Linked DNA regions of Anser cygnoides: region 2 is linked to region 1. A link is a contact called in public Hi-C data. All regions are on one chromosome and are shown on one strand. Each heading gives the region's core, a stretch centred on a gene start, on an enhancer-like site or on the middle of the called end of the contact. The rest is flanking DNA. Distances are from core to core; before and after follow the strand shown.

What was found. Hi-C and Micro-C count contacts between places; a contact is called where the count stands out from the background.
Region 2: a contact with region 1 is called in a Hi-C map of liver, with 2.8 times the contacts expected there. The contact joins the promoter of IGFALS here to the promoter of LOC125182346 in region 1. A contact is called at or near these places in 2 of 7 Hi-C or Micro-C datasets (both in liver).

Annotation. Positions count from the first base shown.
Region 1 is chr15:12,393,449-12,396,407 of Taihu_goose_T2T_genome, reverse strand. LOC125182346 (nucleoside diphosphate kinase, mitochondrial) reads right to left here and starts at 1,485. Exons shown (of 5, transcript XM_048060142.2): 1 at 1,327-1,485; 2 at 448-578; 3 at 245-346; 4 at 61-173. The coding sequence starts at 1,420.
Region 2 is chr15:12,634,738-12,637,437 of Taihu_goose_T2T_genome, reverse strand. It overlaps IGFALS (insulin like growth factor binding protein acid labile subunit), which reads right to left and starts at 1,443. Exons shown (of 3, transcript XM_048059921.2): 1 at 110-1,443; 2 at 1-25.

The sequences.
Region 1 (2,959 bases), core at 236-2,735:
TGGGGACGGGGACGTGGCCGCCGGGGTCCCGCGCCGTCCCCGTCCCCACGCCCCCCCTACCTGCTGACGTGCATGCTGAAGTCCCCTCGGATGGTCCCCGCCGCCGCCTGTGCTGAGTTGGTGTCCCCCACCATGGCCCGCGAGGACCGGACCACGTTGTAGCCCTCCCACACCTGCGGGACAGGGGACGCCTGAGCACCACAGCCCCGGAGAGGCCGGGGGGGGGGGAGGGCTGGCTCCTCACCATGGCCACCAGCGGCCCCGAGGTCATGTAGGAGAGGAGCGCGGGGTAGAAGGGCTTCTGCCGCAGCTGCTGGTAGTGCTTGTCCAGGAGGCCCCGGTCCGCCTGATGGCACCGCGGGGTGACGGCGGGGACACCCGGTGGGTGCCCGCGTTCATCCCCGTGGCGCGGGGTCCCCCGGGGGGCTGCAGCGTAGGGACGGGTACCTGGAGCAGCTTCATGGCCACCAGCTTGAACCCGCGCCGCTCGAAGCGCCGGATGACGTCGCCCACCAGCCGCCGCTGCACCGCGTCCGGCTTCACCAGCACCAGCGTCTGCTCCCGCAGCTCCGGGGGGGCTACGGGGGGCGCGGGGACACTGAACCACGGCCACCCGGCTGCTCCTGCAAACCCAGCCCCGTCCGCGTCTCCGTCCCCAGCACCATCCCCTTTCCCATCCCTGTCACCGTGGGCTCTGCGATGTCCCCCCCACCAGCAGTGCCTGGGCCCCCGCTGGCTGGATGCGGCCGCGGGCCCAAGGGAGGCGCAGCGATGCCGTGAGGAGCGCAGGGGACGCGTCCGGCAGCGCTTGATCCCAGCGTGGGACGGGCTCGCCCTGGTTTCGGCTGGTGGCAGGGCCTGGCCCGGCTGTCACTGCCACCCGCAGCCCCTGCCGGAGCCACGCAGCAGGGGAAGGCGCAGGCAGGAGCAGAGCGAGGAGGGCACAAGTCCCCAGGGGCACCGAGCATCCCGGCGCAGCGAGGCAGGAGCCAGGAAAGGGGATGCGAATCCAAGCAAGGGCGTTCCAGCGCCAGCCCCGGGGTTAGGGGGGGACGCTCCGTGCCTGTCCCCCCAGGGCAGAGCAGGACAGCCCCGACCTGGCCCTGGGGACACCGAACCCCGGGGTGGCACCGGGGGAGCCGCCGCCGGCCCCGGCCTCAGCGTCCGGGGGTCGGGGTCAGGAGCCCCCAGCACCGACCCGGGGGCACCGGGAGGGGACGGGCAGCGGGGCCGGGGATGGGGACAGGGTCCCCGGGGCAGGGTGGGGAAGGGACGGAGGGAAGGCCGGGGCTGGGGGCCCTGGGGCAGGCCGGGGCCGGGTCTCACCGGAGCCGTAGCGGCGGGGCGGCCCGAGGGGGCGGCCGAGGCCGGGCTGCCGCCGCAGCAGGCCCCGGGCCAGGCAGCGCCCCAGGGAGCCCATGGCCGGGGCGGGCGGCTCGGAGTCGGCCTCGGCCGCCCGGGTGGAGGCTTTAAACGCCCGGCCGGGGCCGGCTCGGCCCTCCCGGCCCTCCCCTTAAAGAGGCCGCAGGGGGGGGCCCGGCCCGGGCTCAGCAAAGCTGCCACGGGATGGGGCAGGGCCTCCCCCCAGGCAAACAGGGCGATGGCCAGCGCTCGCCCAACAGCACCTTCGCTGACCAGAAGCTGCTGCCAGCCCTGCAAAGAGGGGTTTTGGGGGGGGGAAGCCTGCTCCCCGGCACCTACCTGGCACAGAGGGTGATGGTACAGAGGAAGGAGGTGCTTTGGGTAAGGTTAACGCAGATACACGCAGACATTTACTGGGATATTTACTCAGTGAGTGCCCAACACCCAGGGCCAGGTGCTCCCCTGCCACCCCACGTAGCCCAGTGCGTTGGTGTCCTCCTGCTCCTCACCCTGGGGAAGGGGGGCAATGAGGCATCGCACCCGGCTGCCAACCCCACGGCCCGCTGCCTTTGGGACACACGGGGACAGCAGCAGCTCCTCAGCACCTGGGTGAGCCAGGGCCAGCTGTAGTGGAGCGGGGGGACAGGGGATCCACCGCCCACTGCCCCCACGCTGGGGAAGAGCCCAGGAACTTCAACCCCAGGGCACTGCTAGAGGCAAGGCAGGGGGCATTTTTGCCTTTGTCTATGGACCTGGGTGGAAGTTAGACTAAGCACTGAAGGTGACCAGCAAAGGAGAATCAGTTTTTAGTGCAGCGGCTCGCAGGTTCCAACCTGGGCTTTGGCCCCCTTCCAGCTGCTGCCCTTGATCAGTTGCCCAGCCAGGGAAAAACACGCACTTTCACCCTCTGTCAGCAAACAGCCACGATCAACCAAAGGTTTTGCAAGAAAGAATCACCAGCCCAGAGCACCGTGCTGGGAGCGAAGCCCCGGCTGCCCCTTCCCGCCCCAGCCCCAGCTTGCAGCAGGGACCTACAGGGACTGCAGGAACACCTGAACCCAGACAGCTCCAGCAGGACAGACAGAATCCGCATCCGTGCCCTCCCCCCCATTTCTCCACAAGAGGGCTTTCAGTAGCAGTGAGAGGATGCAAGAGACCTCTCTGGTACTGTAGCAGGACTGCAGTCCCCACGTTAACCTCACCGGGCTGCTCTTCACACCCCCCTGAGGACCTCCACAGACAGTTCACAGGCCCCAGGTACAGGGCCTGGGGGCACACAGCCCCAAGGGGGTGGGACTCTGGTTCACCTGCATCTTTCCAACCGCTCACTGCCGGGTACAAAGCCCACAAACAAACCAGTCCCAGTGCAGGCAGCCTGGACACACGTCTCTAACTGTACACAGGTTATCCAAACATCATCTCCCAACAGCGAACGTGTGCATTGCAAAATGTTTTTTAACAAAACTAAAGGAACTGTGGAGCGAGTGCTCCCTATGCTTCATCTCCCCCCCCCGAGACCTTCCGGCTGCCCACACGCAGCCATCTCACTTCCTGTCCACGTCTGTGAACATTTTGGGGAGAACGCACACTAATCTGA
Region 2 (2,700 bases), core at 194-2,693, 240 kb before region 1:
TTCTGAAGAATTCTTTACCAATTTCCTGGAAAAAAAAAAAAAAAAACGGTCGCTGGTGCCCAAGCTGGAGGAGCCCCGTTGGCTCCCTGGTATCAACCGCCTGACGAACCCGTGGAAAAGCCACCGCTCGCCCTCCAGCTCCTTCAGCTCGCCTCGCGCCAGTCCCCAGGGGCGAGGACAGGGACGATGCGGGGACAGCGATGCTGCGCAGCCGGGCTGGCGGGGGGCCTGTCCCTGCTGCCACCTCTTCGTCCCCACAAAGCACAGCCTGTCCTCCCCTGACTCGCAGGGGACTTCTCAGGTCTTCGTTCTTTAATTTTGGCAGAGGTTTTAAACGGTGGAAAACCGGGGAGTGTGCCCATGGGAACAAGTGTCAGGGTGAGCGAGGGATGCCGGCGGTTCTTTGCTCAACGTGATCGAACTTTGCAGCCCGGCTAAATAAGAAATGTTTTTCCAGTTTCTTTTTGGCCCGAAGCAGCGCTCTCCTCCCCCTCTATTTTAATCTTCTATTCTGGGAAATTATAGATCCAAAGAGAGAAGCGGGCGATGGAGACCAGCGCATCCACCACCAGGCGCTAAGCACATATTGACACAAGGCGTAATCAATGGGGGAGCCACAAAAAGCTGAACCAGCACGGCCCGGCCGGCCAAAACCCACAAAACCCACGGGTCAATTTTAAAAGCGAACGACCCGCAGCCGCAGGGCGGGTAACGCTGCGCACAGAAAGCCTCTCGCTAGGAAAACAGCAAACAAACAGCGATGGGGAAATAAGCAGACCCTTTCCCACGCTGCCCTCAAGCCGTCATCTCCGAACGTGTCCCGGGATGCTCGAGCCCCCGGGACCGGAGCGGTGCCACCGCGGGAGGGGACTTCGCCGCGGCTCCCCGCTGCCGCGGCCTCCTCCTGCCGGCACCGCGGCCCTCGGTGTGCTCGGCCAGGACCAAAGTCTGCGCCGTCCGCCCTGGTTGCCATGGAGAAGGCTGTAAGGGTATTAGGGAGAGCAGCGAAATCATCAGAAAAAGCCGTTTCGGACCTATTTTAGCTCTCGGGAACCGTTGCCCACCCAGCCCCCCTTCCCCGCCAGCCAGAGCCAGTTCAGCTCGAGGGTCCCAGCCCGCGGTGGGACGCTGCGGCCTGGGGCGTGCAGGCCCATACTGGTGGCACTGGTGGAGCTGGAAGGTCCTGGCGGTGGCAGCCACGCGGGTGGCACAGGAGGGGCAGCGCGACCCTCGCGCCACCCATCGCGCTCCTGCCTCCCGGTCCCCAGGGGTGAGCGTGGCCCCGGCCGGCACCCGCTGGACGCATTGTCACCGCCCTGTCCCCACCACCCCGGGGAGCAGGGGACGGCCCCGGGGCCCCGTGGCGGCGAGGCCCGGCCCGTGGCACCGGGACGTCCCCGGGGGCCGGCAGCAGCCCCCGCCGGCACCGCCGCCCCGCGGCGCTCCGGCCGCCAGGGGGCGCAACAACGCCGCCGCCTCCACCCGGAAGTGCCCGCGCCCGTTGCCATGGAGACGGGGCGCGGCGGCGCGGCCTAGCCAGGCCCGGCCCGGCGGGAGGCCCCGAGCCCGGTGCCCGGTGCCGGTGCCCTCCCGGCGCACCCCGTGCTGCCAGGGCCGGCGGGGGTGGGGAGGGCACTGTGGGCACCAGGGGTGTGGTGTCCGAGTCCTGGCCCAGTTCCCTCTTGAGCTGTTTCAGAGCCACGTGCGGGTGCAGGCTTGCTGGTGACCCAGCCACCACCTCATCCGCGTGCCTCGGACTCTGGAGCGAAGGGAAGACTCAGCGCAGAGTTACCACTTCTGCCCTGTGTGGGTTAATAAAGCACGTCTGGGTCTCGTGGGTTTGTTGTCATTGTTTGTTTGTCGGTTGGTTTTCGCTGGGTAGAGGCTTTGGGTTGCAATGACAGAGTGGAGCCACTCGTTCCTGCCCACTCTGCTGGTGGTGCCGTGAGCCAGGACAGCGTTTGTCCTTCGTATTTCCAGACCAGGGAAGAAATAATCACTGCTGTGTCTGGTGCGGGCGCAGCACCTGGCACTGAGGTGGGTTTGCTCCGAGCTGGGCCTGCCAGGCGGCATAGTTCCATAAATAACACCGTGTGTGTTAATTAGCCTTACAGTGCCCTGACGAGCAAAGCGAAGGCTGGCAGGTGGAGCAGGCCCCCCCTCGGGAGCCAGCCTGCTGCGTGTCCCTGCGCCAGCGTGGGCTCCGGCCACGCGGGGCTGGGAGCGGCAGGAGCCTGCCTGTGCCGGGGCAGCGCGGCTCCGCTCCTCTCCCCGGCGTGCCCGAGCACCCGCTGCCTGCTTCCGAGCGCTCTGGCGCTGTGGGCGTGTGTGAATTTGGCTTTCTGCTCAGCAGTGGGTGTGAAGAGACTGTGAATTCTCATCAGCGCTTTCATTACCTTAATAAAATTACTTCAGGGCTATTATGTTCTTTTGCAGAAAAATAAGATGTTAGCTGCATGTTTCGTTAACTTCTCCTTCCCCTAAGCCCCCAAAGAGCTCTGCCGCTGGGTCACACATCCGTGGCCGTTTATGAAATCCACTTTGAGGTGCTAGAGGATCTTCGACAGCAGCCAGGACCAGATGCCAGTGGTGAGGAGCTGGTGAACGATGCTTGGCATGGTGCTTGTATCAGGATGGGCCCTCTCCCTCGGCCATAAATTTAGCTTAGCTACTAACAAGTTATTCAGAGCTATGGTCTTT